Regions from separate parts of the Hordeum vulgare genome. Here region 2 is linked to region 1. Evidence: chromatin contacts called from public Hi-C data. All regions are on one chromosome and are shown on one strand. Each heading gives the region's core, a stretch centred on a gene start, on an enhancer-like site or on the middle of the called end of the contact. The rest is flanking DNA. Distances are from core to core; before and after follow the strand shown.

Region 1 (7,177 bases), core at 1,473-3,972:
TAGCCAACTAGAGGCATGCTAGGGACGGTGTTTTGTCTATGTATCCACACATGTAAATGAGTCTTCATTCAATACAATTATAGCATGGACAATAAACAATTATCTTGATACAGGAATTATAATAATAACTATATTTATCATTGCCTCTAGGGCATAATTCCAACAATCTCGAGTAGAGCACAAAGGGTTTTGTGGACGGTGATGTTCGATTTGCTGCCCTCCTTAGTCTTTTCTCGATTCGGCGGTATTGTTGGATTGAAGCGGCCCGGATTGACATTATTCGTACGCTTACGAAAGACTGGTTTCATCGATTGACATGCAACCTCGTTGCATAAAGATGACTGTCGGGTGTCAGTTTCTTCAACTTTAGTTGAATTGGTTTTGACCGAGGCGGTCCTTGGAGAGGTCAAATAGCAATTTGCACATCTCCGTTGTGGTTTTTGCGTAAGTAAGATGCGCTCATACTAGATACCCATAACAGCCACGTAAAACATGCAACAATAAATTAGAGGACGTCTAACTTGTTTTTGTAGGGTATGCTTTTGATATGATATGGCCAATGACGTGATGTGATATCTTGGATGTATGAGATGATCATGTTGTAATAGTTAATATCGACTTGCACGTCGATGGTACGGCAACCAGCAGGAGCCATAGGGTTATCTTTAAACTAACGTTTGTGTTTGCAGATGCGTTTACTATATTGCTAGGACGTAGCTTTAGTAGTAATAGCATAAGTAGCACGACAACCCCTATGGCGACACGTTGATGGAGATCATGATGATGGAGATCATGGTGTGGCACCGGTGACAAGAAGATCGTGTCGGTGCTTTGATGATGGAGATAAAGAAGCACAAGATGATGGCCATACCATGTCACTTATGAATTGCATGTGATGTTAATCCTTTTATGCACCTTATTTTGCTTAGAACGACGGTAGCATTATAAGGTGATCTCTCAGTAAAATTTCAAGATGAAATTGTGTTCTCCCTGACTGTGTACCATTGCTACAGTACGTCGTTTCGAAACACCACGTGATGATCGGGTGTGATAGACTCAACGTTCACATACAACGGGTGCAAAACAGTTGCACACGCGGAACACTCGGGTTAAGCTTGACGAGCCTAGCATGTGCAAACATGACCTCGGAACACATGAGACATGGCCTCGGAACAAATGGTGCGTAAAGTGAGGCGATTGAAAGGCGGCTGGGGGCGACCTTCGGGGGTGGGGGCTGGGAACCTGAGCCGCCCATGGTGACTTTTCCGACGGCGCGCCCCTAGGCGGTGCTATTTCACGCCCTTGGGGGCCGAACGACTAAAGATGCTCTTATAATCACATCCAATGATTATAAAAGAAGAATGAAACATAACTAAAACTCAGCTAGATGAGTTTTAGCAAAACCGTTCTGTATCATATTTGAATACGACGCTATACGAGCCCCTGTCCAAGCCACGTGAAGTAGCACCATCTACTTTGATTTTTGCATGTCCAGCGGCCGGTGGCACCGAGCGCATGTGTACTGATCTGGTCACTAGTGTTGTGTGAGGTTTCTAAGGCACACATTCACCCAGCTCCCTTATATAGCTAATCACAAAATGGTGCGTAAAGTGAGGCGACTGAAAGGTATGTTTATGGAGCGCTTTTTTTTACGTGTCACACAACCCAAAGGGTGACCACGACCCTGATGAAATCGTCATGAGGTAGTTCATCGATCAGTGGAAACAACCACCTTTTAGCATCTGGTTCTCTGGTGCTATCTATAGCCTCGACCATGTCGGGTCTTCAAGGGCCCAAACACACCTCACCGTATGGCAATGGAGAAGGGAATGTTGCCAAGAATCTCGTGAACCGCAAATTCCACAAGTTGATGTAGTTGACATATTTGGATGAGAGAGTAAATCAATGGAGGGAAGAGATTGTTGAGCTAATCTCCAAAGAAATATCTTAACTTTTGATGGCACTTGAGTTTTCCACACGCTAGTCCACGCCTTCTTTTCTGCATATGAATTTGACGAATCACCACATTCATCTAGCCACGCTTCAAACCACAACTTTGTGGAAACAAACATTTTGTGCGTTGACTGGACACTGAAAATCCTGTTCTCATATATCCATGATCAAAAGGCGTCCATATGTTTCGTACACAATGGTATTGTCGCGATTGGCATCAATTGGCAAAAAATAATAATATAGAAATTAACCATGGATTTTTGATTATACGGGCCTAAACCCATATGCACCTTTTTTTTTGTGAGAGAAAACCCATATATAATAATCCAACAAAGTGAGATGTCATTGTCACTTTGCGTGCCATAACACAAGCACATTTTTCCGGGTATAAGTACAAACACCTTAACACAGTGATAACTGCTAAACAGCAATACAGACAACGAGCTTGCCCCCATTATGCACCGGACCAGGTCATTTTCGTAATTTTCCGCAAGCTCAAGACGGTACGAGCTCGCCAACTTTAGACCATCGGCGACCATAAAGATCGGTAAATAAATCTAATCAGACAAATTCCGTAGATCATGCAAGGCAATTCTGTACTAACAACTGAGCGATTAGCTGTTGGCCCCGTCCCGTGTGCCGCCGTCGCTGACGCCGTGCGCGGACAAAACCGCACTCTCTCGCGGCCACACTCCCCCTCCTACTCGCTGCTTGCTCAGTCCCACTCCCGCACCATCACCGGCTGCCTAATCCCCTCGGACCCATTTACCCCTCCCCCCTCACTCTGCTCAGTGCTCTCAGCTCTGCTCACCACCACAGTGACCACACCGCACCACACCCAGTGCCGCTTCCTCCCACTCGCAGCTCACATCCTCCCCCTCCCACCGCTAATCGTCGGCACCTCTGTTCCCTGACCTCCTCCTCCTCGAGTCCCGACCTACCAATCATCCCAACCCAACGCGGCTCTCCACCGCCCGCCGCCGCGCCGCAGCAGCTTACCGTCGCCGCCGTCCTCCTCCCCGCAAGATCGCGCTCTTGCTGCCTCCGCCCCGTCGAGGGTTTGCGGTACGAGCTCATTCTCATCCAGCGGCGGTCCTAGTTAAACCCCACCGAGCTCCAGGATTTCTGCTCCGGGGTACGTCTGGGCGTGCCGCTCACGCCATCTAGATCCGCTAATGGTTCCCGATTTGAGAAACGAGCCTGCCTGATGCTTCCGTCCTGTAGATTTATTTTCTTGGATTTGGGGAATCCCCAAGTCAGATGCTTGAAAGGAGCTAGTTCGGTTGGCCTGGACGAAAGGATTATTTTTGCATAAAAAAGACCGAAAATGTTGCTTCAGTTAGTTCCCATACCATGGCCGCCAATTTCCTGCCAAAAGCCGGATACCGTTACTGCATTCGATCTGTTGTTTTCTCTCCGCCGTTCATGGCTTAGGATTTCTCTGAGCGCGTCTTCAATTTGTTACTACTATATAATTGTTGATTTGTTCTGGTTTTCTTTTCACCATTGCAGGGTTGGTTGGCTGGGTTCTCTCCGATTGTAAAGATGCATACCATATTTCCTCATTCATGACCTCTGGAATATGCTCTAGCCACCCTTTTATGCTTCACCAGGTGGTGATAAATGGGCTATTTTCTGAGAAAACAGCCCAGTTTCCTCTTTATTCTCATCATCCTCTTCTGTGGGGCTCGTGCAGCAAGAACGCTAAGTTCAGATGGTATGTGGCTGCTATTTCACACAGCCCATTCGAGTTATTATTTTCTGCTTATCCAATACTAATCTCTTTATAAAAAAAATACTAATCTTCTACGAACCGTTTCCTACAGGTGAAGCACTTCTCGCCTTTAAGAAGGCAATTACAAATTCAGATGGGATCTTTCTGAATTGGCATGAACAAGACGTGGATCCCTGCAACTGGAAGGGTGTTAAATGCGATAATCACAGCAAGAGAGTGATTTATCTGTAAGGAACTGTATATTAACTGGGTTTAAGTGTGATTTGCTCAACTTCTTAACCTATCCACTCACTGCTTTGCTTCAGTTATTTGGTGTTCATATTTTGCTCCTGAAATATTCATATTCAGTATTTTGAATTGCATCTCCATAAATATCTGGTAACTCGTTGCCCTCCATTTAGGATTCTCCCGTATCACAAGTTAGTAGGGCCCATACCACCAGAAGTTGGAAGGCTAAATCAGCTGCAGACTTTGTAAGTGTGTTCACCTTTTCTTTTTTGCATTTCTTAACTATTTCCCTGTTGATCCGTGCCTTGTATATCAAAGAACTTAGTCTTTGATATAAATGTGTTTTATGTCATTAGATCACTACAGGGGAACAGTTTGTATGGTTCACTCCCTCCCGAGCTAGGAAATTGTACCAAGTTGCAACAACTGTAAGTGTTACAGGGATTCTGGTTGCTGCATATATTTTTTCCCATCGAATGAAATGTTAGATGCTGCAACTGATAATTAATGATCATGAGGATAGCCCGTCATTTACTGTTTTGGTCACAAGCTTCTTGTATCTGTGCCAAAGAACTTCTAGCATGGAATTTTTGCTTTTATTTCTTCTGTGAAATCAGCCTCTTATTTCTTCTGTTGTGAAATGACTTGCAGATATCTACAAGGAAATTATATAAGTGGATATATCCCTTCGGAATTTGGTGATCTGGTTGAACTTGAGACATTGTGAGTCCTCTGTGTAGTGTTAGCTTCTTTATTAAATTTGATCATTAATTTCGCATCAGATAAATACCTCATGTTAGACTAATGTCACTACAACTGCTATGTACCATTTTACAGTAATGGGTCATATAAGAAGGCTTGAACACAAATTATATGCATTGAAATGTAGATAAATTAACTTTCCCTGTTTAAGTAATTTAGATATTAATTTCTATTTCTGAAACATGTTTATTTTATCCAGAGACTTATCCAGCAATACGTTGAAGGGATCAATCCCGTATTCTCTTGATAACCTGACCAAACTTTCATCATTGTAAGTGCTTTTTTTATGTCCATAAGCTGACTAAACCTGTTATGGTAAGCTACATGCTACCAGCCCATGAAAAATGATTATTTTCACATTCTTTGCAGCAACGTATCCATGAACTTTCTGACAGGAGCAATACCATCAGATGGTTCGCTTACAAATTTTAATGAAACTTCGTGAGTTGTCTTCTCCTTTGTTATTTATATATATCTAATTCAATCTGGATAGTCAATCGAGTAAAGGCGTATGCATTGTGCCATAAGCTGCTCTTTCTTCTAGCCATCTGAATTTTCACATGGTTATGCAGCTTTATTGGGAACCGTGATTTATGTGGTAAGCAGATTAATTCAGTGTGCAAAGATGCACTTCAATCACCATTAGATGGCTCTCAACAGCCTTCGAAAGGTAACAGATATTTGAACATAGTATCATTGCATTATTTGTTGTATGCGTCTAATACTTTTTTGTTGACAAGGTCGAATGTGCATTTAATCATTGACACCAATACTAACTAATAGATCTTTTATGTTCCACTAGGAAACTCACCTATGGCAATTTTGCATTCTGTAAATTAACTTCTATGCTTAATTTCAACAGTGGGCCTGTAGTATTTTCAGTTCAAAATAATTTTGCGTTCTTATGTGTTTTGATATTCTATTATGGTAGATGAACAAAATAAAAGGAGTTCTGCCAGAGTTGTTATAAGTGCGGTCGCGACAGTGGGAGCTCTGCTATTAGTGGCTCTGATGTGTTTCTGGGGTTGTTTTCTGTACAAAAATTTCGGGAAGAAAGATATCCATGGTTTCAGGGTGGAACTATGTGGAGGTAACAATGCCATGAATTATGTTGAGCTAGTACTTCACATGTTATAAAGAAATTTTGTTATAACCTTGCTTATCATTTCAGGTTCTTCTGTTGTAATGTTCCATGGGGACCTCCCTTACTCCACAAAAGACATCCTTAAGAAACTAGAGACCATGGATGAGGAAAATATCATTGGAGCAGGGGGCTTTGGGACTGTGTACAAACTTGCAATGGATGATGGCAGCGTTTTTGCATTGAAAAGGATAGTGAAAACAAATGAAGGGCGTGATAAATTCTTTGATAGAGAACTTGAGATATTGGGAAGTGTTAAGCACCGTAATTTGGTCAATCTCCGTGGCTATTGCAATTCCCCTTCATCAAAACTGTTGATATATGACTACCTTCCAGGTGGGAGCCTGGATGAAGTGCTACATGGTGAGTTCCGTGTTTCTCTTTTCGCCACACATGTTAATTTTGGTATCATTGAACTCTTCCAATCATTCGTAGTTGCAGTTATAATATAAACTGATTTTAGCTTGCTTTCCTTAATGACCTTTAAACATGTGTGTCAACGCTAAAATAGCCTATATGGTTAAGTTATTGGTGCCTGAAACTCAGTGTGACACTAAAACCTGGAAATTCTGAATTTAAGACATGTTTGGTCCAGCTATGTAAGGAAAAGAGTACAAATAAAAAGTTGCTTTTGCCGGAGATCCAGTTTTGAGGCCAGGTGGATCATTACAGTAGATCTTCCCAATCAACCCAGACCCTACTAGAAAATAAAAGTTCAGACAACTTTGTCCTTGGAGTAGATTTGAGTTATAGGCAAGACCAAGTTTGCAACATCTCTCCCTCGAAAGAAAAAAAAAAGTTTACATCACATCTTTTGAGGCATAACACTTGCTAACTGGGTGGGGAATGGATGCTAAAAATGGGAAATGAAGTCTGGTAGGTGAAAACTTCATGCCTTCAAACTAGACTAATCACTTATCTTTGGAGCAACAAATGTTTTACTCATTGGTACTTGTACTCATTTGCCTGTTGTGAGTGACAGTACCCCACTCCCCCATCCGTCCATATTGGCTGCTATGACAGGTATTATTCTACCTCTTCTGTGATTGTACAGTGGACTTGAGCGATTTTGAACTAGAATAGGATTTGATAACACGTGCAATGTGAAGGATGAATGAGATATGCCACTCCCTCTATATAAATATGAGGCCTACATTTTTGTGTCAGTTGTGTTGTGGACTAGCAGCAGGGAGCCTGAACAGAGGGAGATCAGAAGTCTTTTAAGCAATAGTATCGTGTTAGGAACTTTAAAATTGCAGGAGTCTAATTCATTAAGATTTAGGAGTCCTTGTGTTCGGAAAGGTCAAGGGCCTGATCATCCACTATATAAGGATGTCATGTTTGAGTCAAGCAAGAAC
Region 2 (7,177 bases), core at 2,465-4,964, 600 kb before region 1:
TATACAATGTGCACTGTGCCAATTTTTTTTTGAGAGAAGTCATTCTAAACCTATGCGAAAATAACAAAAAAAAGGAGAACAGAAATAGATGGAGTGATAACAAACCTGCACTGAAATATAATTGGGTTGTTGGTAGGAGCATCTGGAAAGTAGTCTTTGTATAGTCCAAAGGACTATTTTTCTAATAGGACGAATTACCTCTGTTTAGGCACAGAACCACCATGCCATGGCTTGGAACATTCAAAAGCTGATATTATGTGCTGGATATGTAGTAAGAATAAGTACTTTGCCATCATGTGACGATGATGAATCCAAGAGACACCACTTCAGTAAGTAGTGACGGCTCATTGCTATCTTGTAGAGGAGTAACAATCAGGAAGAGCGAATGACTTTGCACATATATAGACCAGAAAAAGTAGCCATTACAAATATACCCATCAGATAGAACCATTGCTGTTGAAAACATAGCGGTTACAAGTATATTGTTATTTATATGATATTGATAAAATATAGAATAGTGGAATATGGAGAGTGAAAAATTGAAGAGTCCGCTGGAGCATGAAGCGATATCAATAGGAAATATTTTGGAGAGGCTCCCTGTACGAAGATATGGAGTAGGCAAAAGCTTATCCTGTTGCCAGGGATATGTGAAGAAGAGCTGTACGTGTTTCTTTTAAATTTAAATTGCACATTCCTTACAACCTCCCCATCCCAATAAACCTGAGAGTACCCATCGCTCAACCTTCGAGCTGGTCATATAGTATTGTTATTGCCTTGGAAATTTGCCAGGTCTCCATTGAAAGACAGTTTATTGTTGAAATATATTTTTATGATGGAATTTACCTTCAATATCCTAGACGACTTACGGCTGGCAGTGAAAGAAGTTATATGTGACAACCAAACCGAGCGTCAAAAGTATGAAGAGGCAATTATAGCCATTACAGTGGATGAATCTTTGAAACGGTAAGGTTCCTATAGCTTTTTTATTTACTTCAATATCATGAAATTAGATATGCTAACGGCTATGCCTGCTTTTGTAGATACTGCCAAAGGATAAGGCGACCTGATTTTTGGGGCGGAGAGTCAGAACTCTTGGTATGGATTTGATGGTTCTAAAAGTTAACATGCATAGTTGATGGAGGCATCAGTTCTTTGTCAGATTACATCTGGAGAACATCTGACTCGCATGTATCAGTCATTTTATGTTTTAAGCAGTACAGTTCATGCATCATTCTTCCTTTTTAGCGTGATAAAGTCAAAAATATACTTCTGTTTAACTTCTGGATGTTCTAAAGTAGGCCACCCATTTCTGAGTAGATTGATATTGTATTTGTTGCTTAAATTGTTATATCTGTATACATGGCTCATTCACATATGATTTTCATCCGGCATCTGCTCTTTCCAGGTTTTGTCTAGACTGTGCCGGCAACCAATCATTATTTACATTCCGGAGCGTGAGGTAAATTCAACTGCCTTAGGTGACGATGAATCTATATGTGTGCAGAATGGAGAAGGATAATAAAACTTCATCTATATTTAATAATATGGTTGTGACATGATGGAAGCGATTCTCATAAAAAATATCAATGGAATAGTTGATCCAATTAGCTCGCTTTTATTATTGTTAAGGGAGAGAAACTGAACAACAGGTTTTGGAAGAATAGTGACTTTAAGAACACCATCATCATCACTATGAACATTGCATTGTACTATGATAAAAGTTGATGAAAACAGAAGGCACACATACTAGCAATTGATAATATGTAGCCAAGATTTCTTGGTACTTCAATAACAAAAACTAAAAGTTCGTTTGGAACTAGACAATCTGCCTAAAGTTTCCTTCAGAGTGGTGTTGAAAATCTAAACTGCATTTTGGTTTCTGTTTCCTTGGCCCGAAGTTCTGAATCCCCAACATCCCAGATTCCGGGCATAATTAATTGGAAAGACGTCTGCGAAGTGCAAATTGAACTGTTTGAAAGATTGGTGGATACCTTTCCTTTTGCATTATTTCGATGTTTAAATCCAACGTGTCTCCAAAATTGGAAACACCGTGTGGATTTATTGCACCATTTTATCCTTTTCACTGCAATCATGTTTGCCCTGTATATTATGCTTGACTCGGTGCTTGTCACCTTTTTTCTCACTTCATCTCGAACTTAATCTGCCCTTCCTTTGTGCAACAGTACCGCGGACGGGGCAACGGGTTTATCCCAATTGCCGAGTACGGGTTGGAGTTTACCAAAGACTCAAAAGAGGGGAAGAAACGGGTGCCGGTGAGGCTATTATACAGCGGGAAGAACCACTATGATCTGCTGATATAAAATGGGCACATGAGACACGTCCGGGCTAAGCATCAGACAGAATACCGGCAGCCACACCGCCCATCCGTGGCACATATATAAATTCCCGTTTTCTTTCCATGGTTACATTCTTCGATCCTGCTAATTAAGCTCTTGTTCTTCGGTTATGATGCTGTAACCGCTGTTTCGTTCATCACGGTCATGGGCATTTTGGGAATTTGTGGATTTGGAGCTAGAATTACCACCGGCCTGAACCTGGTGATAGCGCCACACGAGCTAACTATGTCTCTGCTGCATGGTGATGGTGATGGCGTGGAGGCCAGTGCTGCTTTGGAAGTGATTTGGTTGGCGTCGTGCCGTGGGGTTGTTGATTGCGTTTTCCGGTTGGTGCCGGGCAGGATAATGGTGCCTTGGTCGCACTCGGTGGTTGACGACGAGGCTCGCTTCAAATCCAATCATCATGTGGGTGCAGGTATATCGTCTCGCAAAGACGCAAAGCACTGCTGAACGGAATGATATATTCGTTGGATGAGCTGTACGGGCGTGTTTTTTGTTGGGGGGGGGGGGGGGGGGGGGGGGGGTTACCGTCCCGTCCGGCCCAATGAACAAACGTGATGGTTATCACGAGCACATTCCAGTATGCTCCAAGAGTCAAGTCCTAAACATGCTTGAACCCGGCGTTACAAAAATGAGCTGTAGCCTGCCCGTATAATAAGCACAGAGAGACAGGCCACGCAGGAGCAAATAAATGAGCAAATAGTAAATGACCACGGCAGTGCGTCGATGCCGTGCGTGCTAGTAGCGCAGTTGGCACCGGCCCACTCGCCAAACCTAAACGGCCCGGCCCCACGCCCCAGCCTCTTCCGTTTAGGCGTGCATGCAATAACAATACAGGAAAGAAGAGTTAATGCTTACGCAGTGCGCTCCCTGCCTCCAGCAAACAAAACCAAACAGGCAGAGTGGTCCGGCGAGGCAGCAGGGAAAGAGCTGGCCGACGTGGGCCGCACCGCTCGCCGCTGCGGCAGCCAATAATATCTCCCTCCCTTTATACTCCCCGCACCTACATATTCCTACCCCGAAAAAAAAAATACTCCAACAATTAGTACAAATTATATCCAAAGAATATCTCTCACCTCTCGCCGTCGCAGGGGCTGACCACTGGGCCCCCCGCATCGATGCGGATACCAGCAGTCGTAGCCGTTGCTTCTGCTGCACTTCTCGCGCCAGTCAGACCGAGACCCAGAAGAGCTCCGTCCCCGCGTGGCCGCCACCAACCGCACACCCACTGGCAGCCGGGCCCCCGCGTGCTTCCGGGCCCCCCGGCAGCCGCCCAGCCGGGGCCACGTTCGTGCGCGCAGCAGCAGCAGCACGCTCTACTATAGAAGGCTGTAATAATTAATCAATTGCGTACTCGTTAATGAGCACTGCTGTAGCGCGCGGCGGGCCCCGCACCCTCATCCCACCGCCCTTTCCCTCCCCCTTCGCTTCGTTCGTTCGTTCCCTTTTTCTTTCCGCCGCGGCAACTGTGAGCCGGCCCGATCGAGAGACCGCCATAATTCATTCCATCCATCCGTCCGTCCGTCCTCTGCCGAGTATATAAGCGCGGCCATTGGGGGCGCTCGTGGGGTTGTTCGTCGCATCGTCGCATCGGGCGCAGGGGGGCAGGCAGAGATCAGATCGGGGGAGAGGGAGACCACGGCGACGGCGGCGACCATGTTCAGCGGGACGCAGCAGAAGTGCAAGGTGTGCACCAAGACGGTCTACCCCATGGACCAGCTCTCCACCGACGGCGCCGTCTTCCACCGCGCCTGCTTCAAGTGCCACCACTGCAAGTCCACCCTCTCCGTATGTCATCTCCCCTCTTTGCCTTCCTATCATCTTTCTAGTTTCTACCATCGCCGGCCGTCTTCTTTTACTTCCGGGAGACAACCAAGAAGATCGTCGGGTGGATGTCAACGGTCGTCGACGGATCTGTAGAATGAAATGCGATGTCAGATCTGCGGACTGGTCTGCCGCACGGATCTGGCGCTTGAATTCCCTGTCAGAATCGTGTGCCTGCCTAGGATAGGACATAGGAGATCACCATGGCTTTGTTCATTTCACCTTCTCTGGATTGGTAAAAACAAGTAAGAGAAATAACAATCTATCTGGACATCTTGTTTTTGCTGTTTGGCAGTTTAGCAGCTACTCCTCGTTCGAAGGGGTGCCCTACTGCAAGCCCCATTTCGCGCAGCTGTTCAAGGAGACCGGGAGCTACAATAAGAGCTTCCAGTCACAATCCCGTAGGTTTCCATTTAATACTAATCTGCAAGCATGACAGACGTTGTTATTTCCTTGATCGAATGTGTCCTGATCCTTGGTTTTGCTTCTTTCAGCCGCGAAATCTGCAACGGACAAGTTGACTCCTGAGCTGGTCTGTACCATATAGGCTGCATGTACATGTGTCTTTTATCTCTTTGCTCAGTTAGCCTTATTATGTGGAATGCGCTTTTTCAGACTAGATCGCCAAGCAAAGCTGCTGGCATGTTTTCTGGAACGCAGGACAAGTGCGCCACTTGTGGTAAAACAGCATACCCTCTTGAGAAGGTAACACAATTGTACATTCTAGTCAATTTCGTCATTTTCACGAAAGAATCGTAAGTTTCAGAATGTGAAAACTGTCGGTTGACCGTTTGTGATTGAACACAAGGGTATATAGCTGTATAGCCTTCACTTTACTTTGTTTAATGATCTGTATACCTTTTAGGCAAGCAGACTTCCATGATAATCGTCTTGAATCATCAATTTCCTTTTCAGTCATATCCTAAAGCCTCCAGAACATGCAGATGACTCATGCCTAGTTGTTAAACTAAATCTTGCAGGTGACAGTTGAAGAGAAGTCTTACCACAAGTCCTGCTTCAAATGCTCTCATGGAGGCTGCGCCCTCTCGCCCTCCAATTACGCGGCTTTGGAAGGCATCCTCTACTGCAAGCACCATTTCTCACAGCTTTTCAAGGAGAAGGGGAGCTACAACCATCTGATCAAGTGCGCATCGGTCAAGCGCGCAGCAGAGGCGCAAACCGCACAGGCCGCGGCACAAACAGCACAGGCGGCTGCTGAATCCTCCTGATTATGCTGCCATCTTTAAAGTGGGCTTTGAGGCTGGAAGTTTGGAAGCCTTGCTCTTTATTTACGATTGTAACCTGCTGTATGCTGTGTTCAAGCTCCGGGGATACCAGGACCTATCAATTTCGTATCTCCTTGTGTGCTAGCTGGATCACGTTGTTGAACCATGGAGTTGATGTCATTCCGAAAGAAACTGTTGAAATTGCTGTGCATCAGGTACTGGTATAATGAGTTCTTGTGGTGCCTCAGTGCATCAATATTTCAGCTGCGTTGATGAGCACCATTTTCCTGTCTGGTCACAATTTCTACCACATTAGCAAGGCTCTGTTTGGAACCACTCGAATTATATAATTCAGTTTTTATAATTTATTCTATCTCTAAACAGGATATATTATGGTGTAGATTATAAAAACTATATGAACAGATTATGGTGTAGATTACAAAAACTATATGAACAGATTATGGTGTAGATTATAAAACTAGATGGACAGCTTATTAAAACTCACAATCTACTCTTCCCCAGCTAAAATCAGATTATGGATTGCTAATGATCCATTACCCTTGTAAAGTTGGAGATAATTACATTCCTGCCATCGCCACCCTCCTTTTAAAAAACAAAGGACAGACAGGTCATTATGCAATATAAAACCTGAATTACAGTTTATATAATCTGACCTCCAAACATGTTCACTAAATTACTTTTATAAATCAGATTATATAATCTATCTTCATAATCTAGATTATCATAATCTATTGTGGTTCCAAACAGGGCCTAAGAGATCTCCATTAAGTAAGATGTGCTCACGCAAACTGCCTCCGTAGAACACAAACACTTTGCATTTAACTATATCTGGCGAATTTCAAACATAAAACTGGAGTACACTGGAATTGTGTATATGAAAATTCTACTCCTTTAAACCCATTCTCAAATTCATGTATCTTCTGCACGATCCATTCCATACCGTATAGAAATGAAAAAGGGAAAAAGGCATAGCTGAACATCTCTCACAAGTAAAGCCCCAGCAGTTCAACCACTACATCTAAGAAACCAATGTGTGCCTGAAAGTTTCCCCAGTTTGTTAAGCTACCCTCTTTCCGTGCCTTTGCTGAGCCAGAACATAACACATTTCTACAGAACCACCCAAATCACATCGACGAATCCAGTGAGCCACAAGTCAGCTTGCGGTAGTTCTCCAATTTTCACCAGCGTACACACCTTCGATTCCAAGTTCTTCCTCTATTCTTAGAAGCTGCAGAGACAATGCACACAGTCATCAAAGACCATTCAAGACAAAATAAGCTATTTAGAATGACCATATAGCACTATGACTTTAGTCAAATGCTTCGGTGCATGTATTCACATAAAAGGCATCAAGCATTCAGCAGAAACCTGATTGTATTTAGTGAGGCACTCTCCACGGCAGGGGGCACCGGCTTTGATCTGTCCAGCTGCTGCACCGACAGCCAGGTCGGCGATGAAAGGGTCATCCGTGTCCCCAGACCTATGTGACACCATCACACCCCAATGAGCATCCTTTGCCTGTTTCACAGCCTCTATGGCCTCAGTGACAGTGCCCACTTGACTTCCCTACACACATGAAAAAGAAGAGGAAACACATAATAAGGTATATGAAAAAGAGAATCCATGGACAGTTAAGGAAATCAAGAGAGTAAGTAAGAATCAAGGAGGCAAGTACTACATGTGCAACCATGTGGCTCTTGCAACCTTATGTGCCTACAATCAGTTCAACAATTAATTGCTCATCTTCGT

What was found. Hi-C and Micro-C count contacts between places; a contact is called where the count stands out from the background.
Region 2: a contact with region 1 is called in a Hi-C map of seedling, with 3 times the contacts expected there. The contact joins the promoter of LOC123449066 here to the promoter of LOC123449060 in region 1. A contact is called at or near these places in 2 of 6 Hi-C or Micro-C datasets (leaf and seedling).

The regions. Positions count from the first base shown.
Region 1 is chr4H:483,823,419-483,830,595 of MorexV3_pseudomolecules_assembly, reverse strand. LOC123449060 (LRR receptor-like serine/threonine-protein kinase FEI 1) reads left to right here and starts at 2,722. Exons shown (of 14, transcript XM_045126144.1): 1 at 2,722-3,018; 2 at 3,466-3,670; 3 at 3,780-3,915; 4 at 4,090-4,161; 5 at 4,273-4,344; 6 at 4,568-4,639; 7 at 4,878-4,949; 8 at 5,048-5,119; 9 at 5,251-5,348; 10 at 5,610-5,768; 11 at 5,850-6,182. The coding sequence starts at 3,577.
Region 2 is chr4H:484,421,287-484,428,463 of MorexV3_pseudomolecules_assembly, reverse strand. LOC123449066 (LIM domain-containing protein WLIM2a-like) reads left to right here and starts at 3,714. Exons shown (of 5, transcript XM_045126150.1): 1 at 3,714-4,145; 2 at 4,477-4,582; 3 at 4,676-4,713; 4 at 4,797-4,886; 5 at 5,162-5,670. The coding sequence starts at 4,014. The coding sequence ends at 5,410. LOC123449065 (OVARIAN TUMOR DOMAIN-containing deubiquitinating enzyme 3) reads left to right here. Exons shown (of 8, transcript XM_045126149.1): 5 at 858-963; 6 at 1,041-1,095; 7 at 1,406-1,459; 8 at 2,184-2,467. The coding sequence ends at 2,321. LOC123449064 (cytosolic enolase 3) reads right to left here. Exons shown (of 11, transcript XM_045126148.1): 10 at 6,797-6,994; 11 at 6,300-6,656. The coding sequence ends at 6,582.